Regions from separate parts of the Gossypium hirsutum genome. Here region 2 is linked to region 1. A link is a contact called in public Hi-C data. All regions are on one chromosome and are shown on one strand. Each heading gives the region's core, a stretch centred on a gene start, on an enhancer-like site or on the middle of the called end of the contact. The rest is flanking DNA. Distances are from core to core; before and after follow the strand shown.

What was found. A called contact is a pair of places that touch in the nucleus more often than the background predicts.
Region 2: a contact with region 1 is called in a Hi-C map of leaf, with 2.3 times the contacts expected there. The contact joins two enhancer-like sites. A contact is called at or near these places in 3 of 34 Hi-C or Micro-C datasets (hypocotyl and leaf).

Annotation. Positions count from the first base shown.
Region 1 is chrA09:12,975,616-12,982,947 of Gossypium_hirsutum_v2.1, forward strand. No RefSeq gene overlaps it. Among protein-coding and RNA genes, the nearest start is that of LOC107889932, 13 kb to the left of the region's middle. Within about 2 kb of position 3,781, at least 2 of the 9 cell types and tissues checked have an H3K27ac peak or open chromatin away from gene starts, as enhancers often do. A contact at or near this core is called in leaf, where this site is marked.
Region 2 is chrA09:13,253,454-13,260,785 of Gossypium_hirsutum_v2.1, forward strand. No RefSeq gene overlaps it. Among protein-coding and RNA genes, the nearest start is that of LOC107890213, 22 kb to the left of the region's middle. Within about 2 kb of position 3,893, at least 1 of the 9 cell types and tissues checked has an H3K27ac peak or open chromatin away from gene starts, as enhancers often do. A contact at or near this core is called in leaf, where this site is marked.

The DNA.
Region 1 (7,332 bases), core at 2,531-5,030:
GGGAATCCAGCGACTGTGTGTGAACTAAAGCAACTTCTTCTTGCGAACGTTCCTGATATTGTTTTTCTTTGTGAAACAAAAATTCATTCTAATGGCTTCCACCGTATTCGTACAATATGCAGGATGGAGGGCTGCCTAGCGGTCGATTCGGAGGGGAAAAGTGGTGGATTTGCCCTACTTTAGAAGGAAGGCGTGAACGTCTCTGTGCAAAACTATTCTAAGTTTCACATTGACTCGTTGGTTAGCATGGATGATGGTGAAAAGTTTAGGTTCACTGGCTTTTATGGCCAGACCGACCCAAGCCTAAGGCAGCAATCTTTGGATAAGCTGAGAAGGGTGAAAAACATGGTTAATGAAGGCTGGATCATGGGAGGTGACTTTAACGCCATTTTGAATAATTCAGAGAAGGAAAGGGGTCGTAGAAAGCCTCGGACTCTGATGGATGACTTTTGTGATGTGTTGGAAGAGTTAAGCCTGACGGATGTGAAGACTCCTAATGGATGGTTTACATGGTCTAACAATCGAGAAGGGACTAGGCTTGTTAAAAGAGGCTGGACAGATTTGTCATCTCTGACGAGTTTATGGAAAAAATGTCGTTTCTTACTTCTCAAATTGTTCGCCAGTCGAAATCCGATCATGAGGCTATCCTTGTGGATATGTATGGAAGTAAGCCTAGAGATAAAAGGGTAGATCACAGGGCTTGGTTTAGATATGACATCTGTTGGGCGCAGGAGCAAGAGGCTAAAGATATTATCACGAGGGCTTGGTCTAGCGAGAATTGCAATGTGTTGGAGAAGATGGAGCTAATCCGTGACAAGCTTGGCCCATGGCAATACCAACGCTTTAGGAGGATGAAGTATAAAATAAAAGGGCTGGAAAAGGAGATCAGCAAGCTTATGGATGGCCCTATGAATGAGGGGTCTTTGAGCCTTCTTAAGTGTGCTCGGAGCAAGCTGGGCCGCCTCTATGATGTGGAGGAAAAATACTGGGCGTTTAGGGCGAGGTCCAAGTGGCTGAAGGAAGGCGATAGGAACACCCCTTTTTTCCACATTCGGGCTTCGGGGCGCAGAAAAAAGAATAGCATCGAGAGACTTAAAGATGCGCATGGTGCTTGGCATGAGGACAAAGAAGAGATTGGCCACATTGCTTGGAACTATTTTAATGATCTCTTTAAAACGTCTATTAATTTGGATATCGACAGTGACATGCATTACGTTCCAGTTTGCATTGATGGGGAGACTAATAGGAGGTTGATCGGAGAGTTTACGGATGAGGAAATTTTAAGAGCCTTCAAACAGATGGACTCGAGAAAGGCGCCGGGGATTGACGGGCTTTCGGGGAGCTTTTTCAAGGATCATTGGTATGTTGTGGGTGAAGATGTCTTAAGAATGTGTCACGATATTCTCAAGGGAAACAAGAGCGCTGAGTGTATAAATGAGACTTTGATCGTATTGATTCCTAAGATTAAGAATCCGTGTGATATGGCTAACTTCTGTCCTATTAGTCTATGCAGGGTTATTTACAAGATAGTTTCTAAGACTCTTGCTAATCGGTTAAAAGTGTCTTTCCCTCGGTGCATTAGCCAAAACCAAAGTGCTTTTGTTCCCAACAGGATGATCCATGATAATATCTTAGTGGCACATGAGCTCGTGCACTATCTCCGGAGCTCTAAAAATGGTCCAAATAAGGGTTGTGTGGTCAAGCTGGATATGAGTAAGGCTTACGACTGGGTTGAGTGGTCTTTTCTCGAGAAAGTGCTGAAGAAAATGGGGTTCTCTCATATTTGGATTAATAAGATTATGGATTGTGTTTGCACTATTCGGTATAGAGTTAAATGTAACACGATTCTATCTGATATCATTATTCCAGAAAGGGGTCTCCGACAAGGGGATCTTTTATCCCCTTATTTGTTCACTTTTTGCATGAACGCTTTATCTCGCATGTTGATTTATGCCCAAAATACTAACCAAATTAAAGGCATTCGGGCTAGTAAGGATGGCCCAAGAATTAATCACCTTTTTTTTGTTGACGATTCCCTCTTGTTTGTCAGGAACAAAAGAAGTGAAGTTGAGGTGTTTACAAAAATCCTGGACTCATTTGAGAGGATGTCGGGCCAGAGCATCAACCTGGACAAGTCAATGGTTTATTTTAGCCCTAACACTCCTGTTTCTCAACGCACATCTTTAAGTGGCTTGCTTAGAATGAAGGTGGTTGCCAACCTTGATAGTTATCTCGGTCTACCCATTCCGATTGGTAAGAAGAAGTCAGCGACTTTTCAAAGTATCTTAGATCGTGCCGCTAGTAGGATTGAGAGCTGGTCAAAAAGATTACTTTCGTATGGTGGAAAGGAGATTTTCATCAAGTCTATCCTGCAGTCTATTCCTACTTACGGGTTCTCTGTTTTCTTTGTTCCTAATGGCGTCTTGGAGGAGCTTCAATCTTTGATTTTCCGTGTGTGGTGGGGGGAAAAGAAAATAAAAGAGGCTGGCATATATTATCTTGGGACCGCTTGTGTTACCCTAAAGGAATGGGGGTCTCGGGTTCCAGGATTTGAGGCGCTTTAACGTTGCGTTGTTAGGTAAGCAAGTGTGGCGTCTTATGTGCTATCGGGACACTTTGTGCTTGAGAGTTTTGAGCACAAAATACTTTCCAGATGGGGATGTCTTTCATCCTAAGCGGATTGACAAACCATCTTTTACTTGGCAAAGCATTACAAAAGCGGCTAGTTTACTGTACGAGGGCTTCGGGTGGAATGTCGGTAAGGGAAGCAGGATTGATATTTGGCACGACAGGTGGGGTTTTGAAGGGCTTTCGGGTGACTCGATTGGGCTGCGCAGGAGGGAGGTCCAAGAGGAAAAAATGTGTGACTTGCTGAACAGTGAGAAAGATGACTGGAACGAGGGACGGGTAATTGCGATCTATGGTAAAGACTTGGGGGACCAAATATGTAAAATCCCCATTATTCATAATGGCCCTGAGGATTCTCAGATCTGGTTCCATAACCCCTTTGGCTCTTACTCGACTAAGTCTGCTTATTCCTGGCTGACGTTGAAGCATGTAGCGTTTGGCCCTCGTCGGGTTTTTTGGAAGATCACGTGGAAACTACAGACTCTTTCTAAGATTAAGATTTTTTGTTGGCGTTTGGGACACGACATTCTGCCTACATACGAGAATATATCCAACATTAGAAGGGAGTTTAATAGCAATTGTCCAAGGTGTGGGACTGTTATGGAGACTCTAATTCATGCTATGAAAGACTGTCCTAAGGCTAGAGCGGTGCTGGCTTATGAATGACTGAACAATAACTTGTTGGAAGGCTGCTACGATCGGTGTGTGGACTGGCTTGAGGATGTGGCTCGTGCACTGGACAAGAAGGCTTTTTCTGATTTCATAACGGTGCTTTGGAATATTTGGAACAGCCGCAACAATAAAGTTTTTCGGGATGTAGAGGAGGAGGCCAGAATGACTTGGGAAAGGGCTGCTGGGTTAAGCCGTGAATTTTGTATTTTTAACTTCCTGGAAAAACCGATGATTCCTAAGCCGATTATGGAAAAAGGGTGGGCGAAGCCCGGTCTGGGAGTGATTAAGATAAATTTTGACGCTACTACGATGGGAAGAAAGATGAGTTTTGGGCTTGTGGCGAGGGACCATGATGGTTTTGTCCTAGGCGGTCGAGTGGGCGTGTTGGAGAAGAACGTCCAAGCCGAGTGGGCCGAGTTTTATGCACTGGAAGAAAGCTTGAATTTTGCGCGGACAAAAAATTGGCGTAAGTTGGGGTTTGAGTTTGATTGTGTAAGCCTGGTGAATCGGCTAAATAGGATGACGGTTGACTTTTCAACCATGGGCTACTGCATCAGGGAAAGTATTAAAATATTGGATCCATGTGTTTACTTTAAATTTGTTTGGGCTCCACGCTGTTGTAATAATGCGGCTGATTACCTTTGTAAATGGGCTACTGCTCAGAATGGTATTACGGATTTTGACGTGGATTATCCTTTGGAAATCCATGATATTATTTTAAGAGATGCAATAAATTGAGGTTGACCTTCGGGTCTTTTTCTATAAAAAAAAAATGTCGCCTGGTAGTAGTTTGTGAGCTTAAGCAACTTCTTATTGCTAACGTCCCAGATATTGTTTTTCTTTGTGAGACTAAAATCAAATCTAATGGTTTCCAACGTATTCGCAATTTATGTAGGATGGAGGGCTGTCTTGCGGTCGATTCGAAGGGAAAGAGCGGGGGGCTGGCGTTAATGTGGAGAGCAAGCGTGAATGTCTCGATCCAGAACTATTCAAAATTCCATATCGACTGACTGGTTCGACTGGAGGATGATGCGGTGATTAGATTTACTGGCTTTTATGGCCAGAGCGATTCTAGTCAAAGACAGCAGGCCTAGAACATGTTGAGAAGAGTAAGCGATAAGCTTACTGAAGGCTGGATTGTTAGGGGTGACTTCAACGCCATCCTGAATGACTCGTAAAAGGAGGGTGGCCGGTGTAAACCTAAGATTTTGATGTTAAACCTTGTAATGGATGGTTTATGTGGACTAACAATAGGGAAGGAGATCGGCTCGTGAAAGAGAGGCTGGACAGATTCGTTGTCTCTGATGCTACCATGGAGAAGCTTCCCTTTCTTACTTCCTTCATCGTTCGCCAGTCCAAGTCTGACCACGAGGCTATCATGATGGATTCAGAAGGTAGTAGACCCAACAAGGCGAAGGCTGGTCAAAGGGCTTGGTTTAGATATGATACTTGCTGGGCGGATGAGCAGGAGCTTAAAGACATCATTTCAAGTATTTGGTCGAAGAAGGATTGTTCTATGATAGATAAAATGGACCTGACTCGTGATAAGTTGGGTCCGTGGCTATATCATCGCTTTAGAAGAATGACGAACAAAATCAAAAAGTTGGAGAAGGAGATTAGTCAGCTCATGGATGGCGGTTCGAACGAGTGGACCACGCGTTAGCTTAAACAAGCTCGTGGAAAGCTTGGCTATCTTTATGATGTTGAGGAAAAATACTGGGCTCTTAGGGTGCGCTCCCAGTGGCTGAGGGAGAGGGATAGAAATACTCGTTATTTTCACGTTCGGGCGTCGGGTCGTAGAAGGAAGAACAATATTTCGAAACTTAAATATTTGCAAGGGACTTGGCATGATGACGAGGAGGAGATTGGCTATATTGCTTGGAATTACTTTAATGATATTTTTAAGACTTCATGCAATATTGATGTTGATAGAGACATGCAGCACATTCCTAGATGCATTGATGAGGATACAAACCGTAGGCTGAATGATGCTTTTACGGACGAGGAGATTATGAAAGGTTTTAAACAAATGGACCTTCGAAAGGCGCCGGGGATTGATGGGCTATCGAGGCATTTTTTCAGGATCATTGGTTTATTGTGGGTGATGATGTTTTACATCTTTGTCATGATATTCTTAAGGGCGAAAAAAGTGCTAGTTGTGTTAATGAGACTTTGATTGTTTTAATCCCTAAGATTAAAGATCCTTGTGAGATGGTTAACTTCCGTCCTATTAGTTTGTGTAGGGTGATTTATAAGTTGGTCTCTAAGACTCTTGCTAACCGGCTTAAGGAGGTCCTCCCTGTGTGCATAAGCCAGAACCAAACCGCCTTCGTCCCCAACCGAATGATCCACGACAACGTTCTAATTGCCCACGAGTTGGTGCATTACCTCCGTAGCTCCAAAAATGGTCCAAACAAAGGATGTGTGGTCAAGCTCGACATGAGTAAAGCTTATGACCGGGTGGAGCGGCGGTTGCTCGAGAATGTGATGATAAAAATGGGCTTTTCCTCTGTTTGGGTTAATAAAATTATGGATTGTGTTTGTACTGTTCGTTATAGGGTCAAATGCAATATGAGTCAGTCTGATGTTATTATTCCGGAGAGGGGTCTCCGTCAAGGGGACCCGCTTTCTCCTTATTTGTTTCTTTTCTGTATGGAGGCCCTGTCTCGGATGTTAATTCATGCGCAAGAGACCCATTTGATTAAGGGCATTCGGGCAAGTGTTAACGGTCCAAGAATTAACCATCTCTTCTTTGCTGATGATGCCCTTTTGTTTGTTAGGAATAAATAAAGTGAGGTGGTGGCGTTTACCCAGATATTGGAGTCTTTTGAACGTATGTCGGGGCAGTGTATCAACTTCGACAAGTCTATGGTGTACTTTAGTCTGAATACCCTTGTTTCTCAGCGTGAAAGTTTGAGCCGTCTTCTTAAAATGAGGGTGGGGTCCAACCTTGATGCTTACCTTGGTCTGCCCATTCCGGTTGGGAAGAAGAAGTATGACGCCTTTAAAAGTATCTTGGAGCGAACGGCTAATAGGATTCACAGTTGGTTTAAGAGGCTTCTATCTTATGGGGGGAAGGAGATTTTCATAAAAGCTATCCTTCAAGCCGTTCCTACTTATGCGTTCTCTATTTTCTTGGCTCCCAATGGTGATTTGGATAAGATTCTAGCCATGCTTAGTCAGGTGTGGTGGGGAGGAAATGAGAATACTTGTGGCTGACCTGGGGTAGAGCTGCTGCTTTATGCGAAGATTTTCGTATCTATAATTTCTTGGGAAGGCCGATGCTTCTGAAACCAGAGATTGAGAGAGGCTGGAGGAAACCCAAGTAGGGGTTTGTCAAGATTAATTTCGATGCCAATACGGCTGGGAGGAAGCTATGTTTCGGTTTTGTGGTGAGGGACCATGATGGCTTTGTTCTCGGTAGCCGTGCAGGTGCGCTGGAGAAGAACGTTCACGCTGAATGGGCCGATCTGAAACACTCTGGAGGAGAGCATCAGTTTTGCGATGACTAAAAATTGGGATAAGCTTGTTTTTGAAACCGACTGTGTGAGCTTGATTAATCGGTTTAACAAAGCAAAGGTTGACCACCATGGGCAATCGCATTAAGGAAATTCTTATCATGCTAAAACAGTATTGTAATTTTCGCTTTAGTTTTGTTTGGGCCCCGCGTTGTTGTAACAAAGCGGCGGACTTGCTTTGTAGGTGGGTTAATGAACAGAATTGTATAACGAGTTTTGATATGGACTACCCAACGGTGATCCATGATGTTATTTTAAAGGATGCAATAATATGAGGGTTGGCCTTTGGGTCTTTTTATCAAAAAAAAAAAGAATGTCGCCTGGTAGTGCCTGGTAGTCTGGTAGTAGATTAGCGTGTTTTCTCCAAGATTTAGGCGATTTGCTTTCTTGGTTTGTTTTTATGTGTCTGCCCGTATTCGTCTGAATATTGTGGCAGTTTGAAGGGGGCTTTGGGTGTGCGTATGGAGTGGGTCTGCCATCTTTTGTTTGCGTGCCTTCTTTCGGTGGTGTTTCG
Region 2 (7,332 bases), core at 2,643-5,142, 280 kb after region 1:
CATGATACAAACAATGGTTTAAGCTCAATTTATCTTAACCTCCCAGTCTTACCCAAATAAATTTAATATGAACTTTCCCCAATAAAAACAATAAGTTTTATTATTTATTTTGAAATGGTTGAAGTATAGATCGTTATATGCATAGTATGAGATAATTTATTGTTTAGTTTATAAAATAATTTTTATTTATTTATTTTGAGTTTGTTTAATAATGAATTGTATTTATAAAATTTATTAAAAATATTTTATACAATTTATGAACATTTTATATTTGAAATATTTAATATTTATAAATATTTTTATATAGATATACCAAATATTTTAAAAAATAGCAATAAATATGAATCTAAACATGTTAATATCAGTAGTATCAGTGGAAGACCTCAAGAATCTGATGGAAGGATACGAAAATGTTTGCCTTGACTTTGTGACATGTTTTTAATGGTTTAGTTAGGTTAGTTTGGTGGGTCTTGTCTTGTCTTTTGACATGTCTTTGGGGTACTTTCTGTATGAATTGTTAGGGACTAGCAATTATTTTTGGTAAAAAGAACAACAATATTTGACTTAAAATAAGAGAAAGTTTTATTAAAATAATATTGAAGTCAAAACTTTTTTTAAACATAATTTTTTTTATTGGTGTTAGTTATTGGCTATAGCTCAAAGGCAATGGACACGTTAAATAAAAATATTTGTTAAATGCTATTTTCTCAATAAATGAATTAACTTAAATTTCACACTCAAAAAAAAAAAAGCAAATATTTGAGATGTAATACTATAAAGAGATAAAGTAATATTTAATTCTTAAATTTGATAAATTTTATCAATTTAATCCTTAAATTTAACAATTTTTTCAAATTTGACCTTAAATTAGATTTTTTTTAAGGCGTGATGATATCACATCATCTATATATGACTAAATGTTAAAAAAAAAAAGCCATGTGGGGGATATGGTGATTCTCTCCTTTCTCTCACACTTAAAAGTCTCAACTCTCATTAAATCAAGGGATAAACATCCCATTTTTGACACAAGATTCCTTAAAACTTGATAATTTTTTTTAGTGTCTCCCAAATTTGAAATAATGTAACTCAAAGCTTATAAAAGAATATTTGATGAATGCACCACAATACTTTGATTATTGTAGTGATTAACAATTATTATATCAAATCTGAATTTTTTATTTTTTTATTTTTTGTAAAATTGAAGGTCCAATCAATTATTTTATAACATGATTAAGTATCAACAACACCCCCACATGTATAGCAAGAAAGAGACATAGACACATAATAACATAGGTGGTGGTTAGCCACGACCAACGACCGAATACAGGGGCTAAAACCTGAATGTGCATGTGTGATGGGCCCTCTATTTCAAAGACATATATTCCTCATATTTTCCATGCATGAATCTTATTATTATACCCAAAAATTCCTAAAATTTATTAAAACTTAATAACAAAAGGAAAAAAAAGTTTTAACAATAGAAGATTAAATCAAAATATGTTCAAAATAAAGTAAATTTAAGTTCGCTTAGGTAAATGGATACGTCTATACTTGGTCATATTTATTAAACTTGGTGATTTAATTATATAATAATAGAATCTATATTCAAGTGCAACCATTTAATTTGTTGTTGTTGAGTGTGTTGGTACAAGATTTAGTTGGTTGTTCCGTTAGTCAGTTCATCCTTTTTTTTTCTTTAGTATAGATGATTAGAGTAGGGAGGAGGAAGACTCTATGGTGAAAAAGAAAAAATAAAAAGCAAGATTGTCTAGAGAGCTGATGCCACCAAGAGGGTCTTTAAAAATGTGTATAAGGAAAAAAATTTTGGGTCGGATTAAAATATGTTTTATTATAATTATAAAATAGAGTGTTATATGAATGTAATAATTGATTATAGAAAAAATTTGTGACAATTCGTAGAATGATATTTCTAGATCTAAAAATTGTTGATTGCTACAAACATTTGACATTTATGATTATATTTATGGTAAAGATTGTTTAATTGTTTCATGCCATTATTTTTTTTGGGTGAATTTTCATGCCATTATTTTTACCATGATATGCACTTGAGTTTGAATATTAATATTTATTAGTGTCAACCCATTTTCCTACTTTTAATTTTCTCTTTTTTTTAATATAATAATTATATTAATAGTCCTCTAATTATTAGTAAAAAATTTATCCTCTAATTGTTAGTAAAAAAAATTTGTCATTAAATTATGAAAAGTTACAAAATGAGCACACAACTATTAATATTTTTTTAATCACTCAACTACGAAAAGTTACAAAATAATTACTCAATTATTCAATTTTGTCTTTTTTAATAACCTAACTATTATGGATTTTTGGATTATTTTTTTTACGTTAGCTAGCTGGTGATAAAAAAAATTAAATAGTTGAATGATTATTTTATAACTTTTTATAATTTAATTATCAAAGAAAAATACTAATTAATAGTTAAGTGACTACTAGTATAATTTACTCTATAAATAATTACATTTCATATATATATATACTATTATCCCCAAGAGATGATATAATAGTAAAGAACGGGTTACCTTTAGCTAGAAACTTGTGAAGATAGGAAGGCATGCCCATAGAAAGGGAAAAGGAAAAGCACAAGGAAGATACTCTCACACCTCCCATAAGATATGCTTCTTGTTGGCATTCCCAAGCCTGAGATTTTATGCGCATGGAAACTGATTTCAATCTTTCAAATCAATCACAGAGTTGCATTGTCTTTATAAATCCTAGAAACATGCATGCATGAATAGATATCATTTCATTCTTGTTTTCTTCTTCTTAATCACAAGTAGAATAATATTTGAAATATATATGGTCCATTGTCTTCTTCATTAATTATTGACGCTTTTGTTCTTTTTAGAGAGAGATTTTTTAAATCCTATACATATATATATAGAGAGAGTATAATATATTTCTTCCTTATAGCCAGAAAAACCAGGAATTATATACAATAATTAATGACCCTGAGACGTGAGAACCTTCTCTATATGGAATATAGAGCTCAGCTAGCTAAGATGTTTAGTAAATTCAGAAGAGAATATTTTTCTTTCATAGATCCAACTAAGAATTCAGTTTTTTTTTTAAATAAAGAAAAAACAAAGATCACATATTGATGAACAAATATTCCATCTTTTATTTAGAATAAACTTAAAAGATTTTTTCCAAAAATTTCATGTGATATCTGTACATAAATGCTATGTATCAATAATAAGATTAAGAGTGTATAAAGATTTTCCCTTGAAAGTTGAAACTACAAAAGATTAATATAATATGTATGTATGTATGTATGTATGTATGTATGTATGTATGTATGTATGTATGTATGTATGTATGTATAAAGGGCAATTTATAGGTTATCAACTTTTAACATATAAAGTTTTATATAAATATATAGTAAGATTTTAACTTCATCAAACTATATCTTCGAACTTGTATAATTAACAAATTAAATCATTTATGCTAACTTCGTTAAATAATTTTAAAGCTAAAGTTACCTTAGCATGCATACATATATATTATATCAACAAATGCTAAGTGTATGAAAAAAACACATTATGCATTCAAACAAACAACATAAATTCGAATTTTTGATACGAGGAAAGAATATTAAAGAAAAATACGCATGCATACTATATAATAATAGAAGTTAATATATACATACGATCGCATTTTTCAATAATAGAATTTCAACCAACAATAAAATTAAAAAGTATATATGAAATTTGATGTTAAATTAAGTAGTCTGAACTGCAAATTACCCTATGGAAATGCTATGGGCTCCATTTCTTTGGGTACCTTTACAGTGGATTTGCATGATCAGGCTTGGGCTAAATGCTTTTCTAATTGCCCCTTTTGAGAGCCCATTAATGAGACAAAGCCTAGGCTTTTTTCGCCTATACCTAACCCGAATTCTATGCTGGTTGGTCTCTTCCCATCTCATCTTGCGCCAATGAAGAAAGAGTTCAAGAGACAACACCAAGAGAATCAAATTAACCTCTAACTGCAAGAGCTTTCATCTTTTTAAAGTCTTTTCTTAGCCGACGACCTTATTCGAACCATATTTGGATTTTGATCAGAATTATAATCCTTTTAAAATGTATTTGGTTGAGTAGAAAAGCGGAAGGATGGAAAGAGGGGTTAAAAAGTAAAAAAATTAATAAATTTTAAATTTATTTGGTAAGAAAAAAAAGTAGGAGAGTTGATTATTTTTCATCTTAATACATAAAAACTAATTCTTCTATACCGGAATGATGAAATGAGAGAGAGATGTATGTCAATTCAAAATTATGTGTTTTTCAAATATTTTAATTTTTTTCCTTTCATTTTTTTAACTCTATTAATGAATAATTTTTCTATCTTTTCTATCAAGCACACCTATGAAGAGAAAATTTATATTTTTCATCTTTCTATTTTTTTACCTTTTCAAGTTTTCGATCTTTTCAAATTTTTTTCTACTCTACTAAATAAAACCTAAAGTAGATTTTATACTCCCACTAAATTGGGATTTAAATAATTAATTACAAAAATTAATTTAATTTTATTAAATAAGGCTTTTTTTAAGGAAATATATAAATATGTCTTGTTTAAATATTTTATATTTTAGTATTTTATGTATATAATTTAAAATTAATACATTATGCAAAGGTTTAAATGTAAAATTGAGCCTCAAATTATACTACCTTTACGTAGGAATCTAAACTTCTTTTTGGTCAATAATGGCACCTAAATTATTTGTTTTGTCTCATTTTAATTTAAGAGTGTGATGTGTGTCATATTTTTATTAGGTGTGATATGTTTTTAGATAGAATGAGACGAAATTAATGGTTAAAATACCCTTCTTGACTAAAAAAACAAAAAAAAAAACTTTAACTAGTTAAGTAAGAAAAGTTGTATAGTTTGAGTGCTAACTTTGTAGTTAAGCCTTATGCAAAATATGACATAATTTGGGATTGACAAAGGTTCAATGTAACCAACAGTGACAGCCAAGAATTTATTTTAGGGGAAAATTAAATTATATTTTTAAGGAGTTAAAAGTATAATTTTATTATTATATTAATATATTATTTTTAAAAAATTAAAAGATTAAACTTAATTTTACCATCTTAGGGGAGTTAAACTGCAATTAAACCATTATATTAATTTAAAAATTCAAAAATCTGTCTACAAAAATTATTGTGATAGAGTTAAAACATGACATGATGTTGAATGCATGCACTAATCCATTTAAACAAAATTTTAGTTTTAAAATTAAAATAATTTATTACTAAGATAAATTACTTAAATAATTAAAAATAAAATCATTATAGATCATGAACACAAACATATATTTTTTCTTCAAATTGAATCATGATGGTATACTAAACTCAAAATTAAATAATTAATGCATGATATAAATATAATATAAGATAAATAATTACAAAGTAATATATAAAATAAAATAAAAAATATGAATGGAATGATTAGGACAAAAAATATAAATTATTAATGCATAATATATATTTAAAATAATAAATTTATAATATTTTAAACATATTTGAAAATAACACAAATTTTTTCTTTTCAATTTTCTTTTTCTTTCTTTCTCTTCTTTCTCTCCTGTTTCTTTCCCCACCCTAACCTCCCACAACCCATAACCCAAAGAAAAAGAAGAGGCCAGGTGTCAAAAGCCCAAGTCCTTACATCTACAATAAATCTATGTATACTAGTTTTATATATGGTTATAGATAAATACTAATTTGCATGTTCATATGATTCACGATTGATTGATTATGTATATCAATTAAAATATATTTAATTATTTTATAATTTTAAAAATATAATTTTAAATAAATATTAGCTTAAATTTTTGAAACATAATTTTTGTTTAAATAATATATAGAACCGCTTAAAATTAACACACAATATAATTATTTTTATAATCTTTCAAATACTTGTTTATATAGTTTTTAAATTTTAAAATTTTCTTGGAAAAAAATTTGAAAACATATTTGTAAAGATAAATAGTTTTAAATTTTTCTTTGAAAATGTAGTACTTTAATTATAATTGTCAAATTTTTAATTAACAAATAGTAATATGAGTGATGTACATTAGGATAAGAAATTTGATGTATTTTAGGATTCTAATGTTTATTAGAAATAGAATTTTATATTATTTATATTTATGTCTATAAATAGACTTTAGAAAAATATTATAAATACCCTGGTTGATAACAAAATACATAATTCACTCTTCATTTATAAAACCTCTCACCCGTCTTGACATAAAGTACACGTGGGAGCTGCACTTTCAAACTTAAATCAATAATTTTCTTTTATATTTGTTTCACAATATATTAGTATTCCTTAAAACAAATTAACCAAGTTTTGAAAAATTCAATATGATTAAAAACCGATTTGGGCCATCAAATATCAATAGGAACTTTTCCCAATCATAAAACAAGTGTACGATGTTCTTTGGGTTAAAATGAGGTCATCCAGATTGAGGAAAATGGGAAATTTATTATAACGTAAAATTAAGAACAATTTAAATAAAATCATAAAATATGATACAAATCATTTTGAATGCCTTAAAATAATCTTCGAATCGTCTAAAAACTTTCCACAGGCAATCGGAGAGCTCAAAACGACTAAAACAGTGCAAAGGGGCTTGTCCAAAGGCTAGGTATCAGGACCCAAGCCTAGAACTGTAGTATTTTAGCTACTAACTTGTTACGATCCAATACTTATTGTTAGGGTACTGGACTCTGGGCCCTTGAAACTAAAAATTAAGCTAAAAGTACTTAAAATCATGCCCATACTCATCTATGTCATATCCATAAACTATCAAATCATTATAACACGATTCCTAAACTCATAAAGACTTTAAATACAAGCCTTAAATGCGTTCCAAGTGAACAACGAAACAAAAGCTTATAAAGAGTTGTTAAATGAGTTTGAAATTTACAAATAACCTTACAAATTCTATTCCAATTTACATGCCAAGATTCAAAGTTAATTAAAACTAAATTAAGGAACTACAATCTTAAACTCAAATCACAATGTGATGCTCCCAAGTTAAAAATATTATATTCTTGAAAAAATTCAAAATCTATTCATTTAAAATAATTAATACGTGAACTCGATAAATACTCAAATATAACCCTACTTATCCTATCCTATTATTAATGTTGAAGAACACTTTAGTCATGTCTATTACATAATGTACTCATCGAATTTTAAGGTTGCAAACAAATTTAATCCTTATTACCAAATTTTAAAGGCTCAGTTTACCTATTAATAATCTATTAGTCATTCTCAAATTCATGTTCG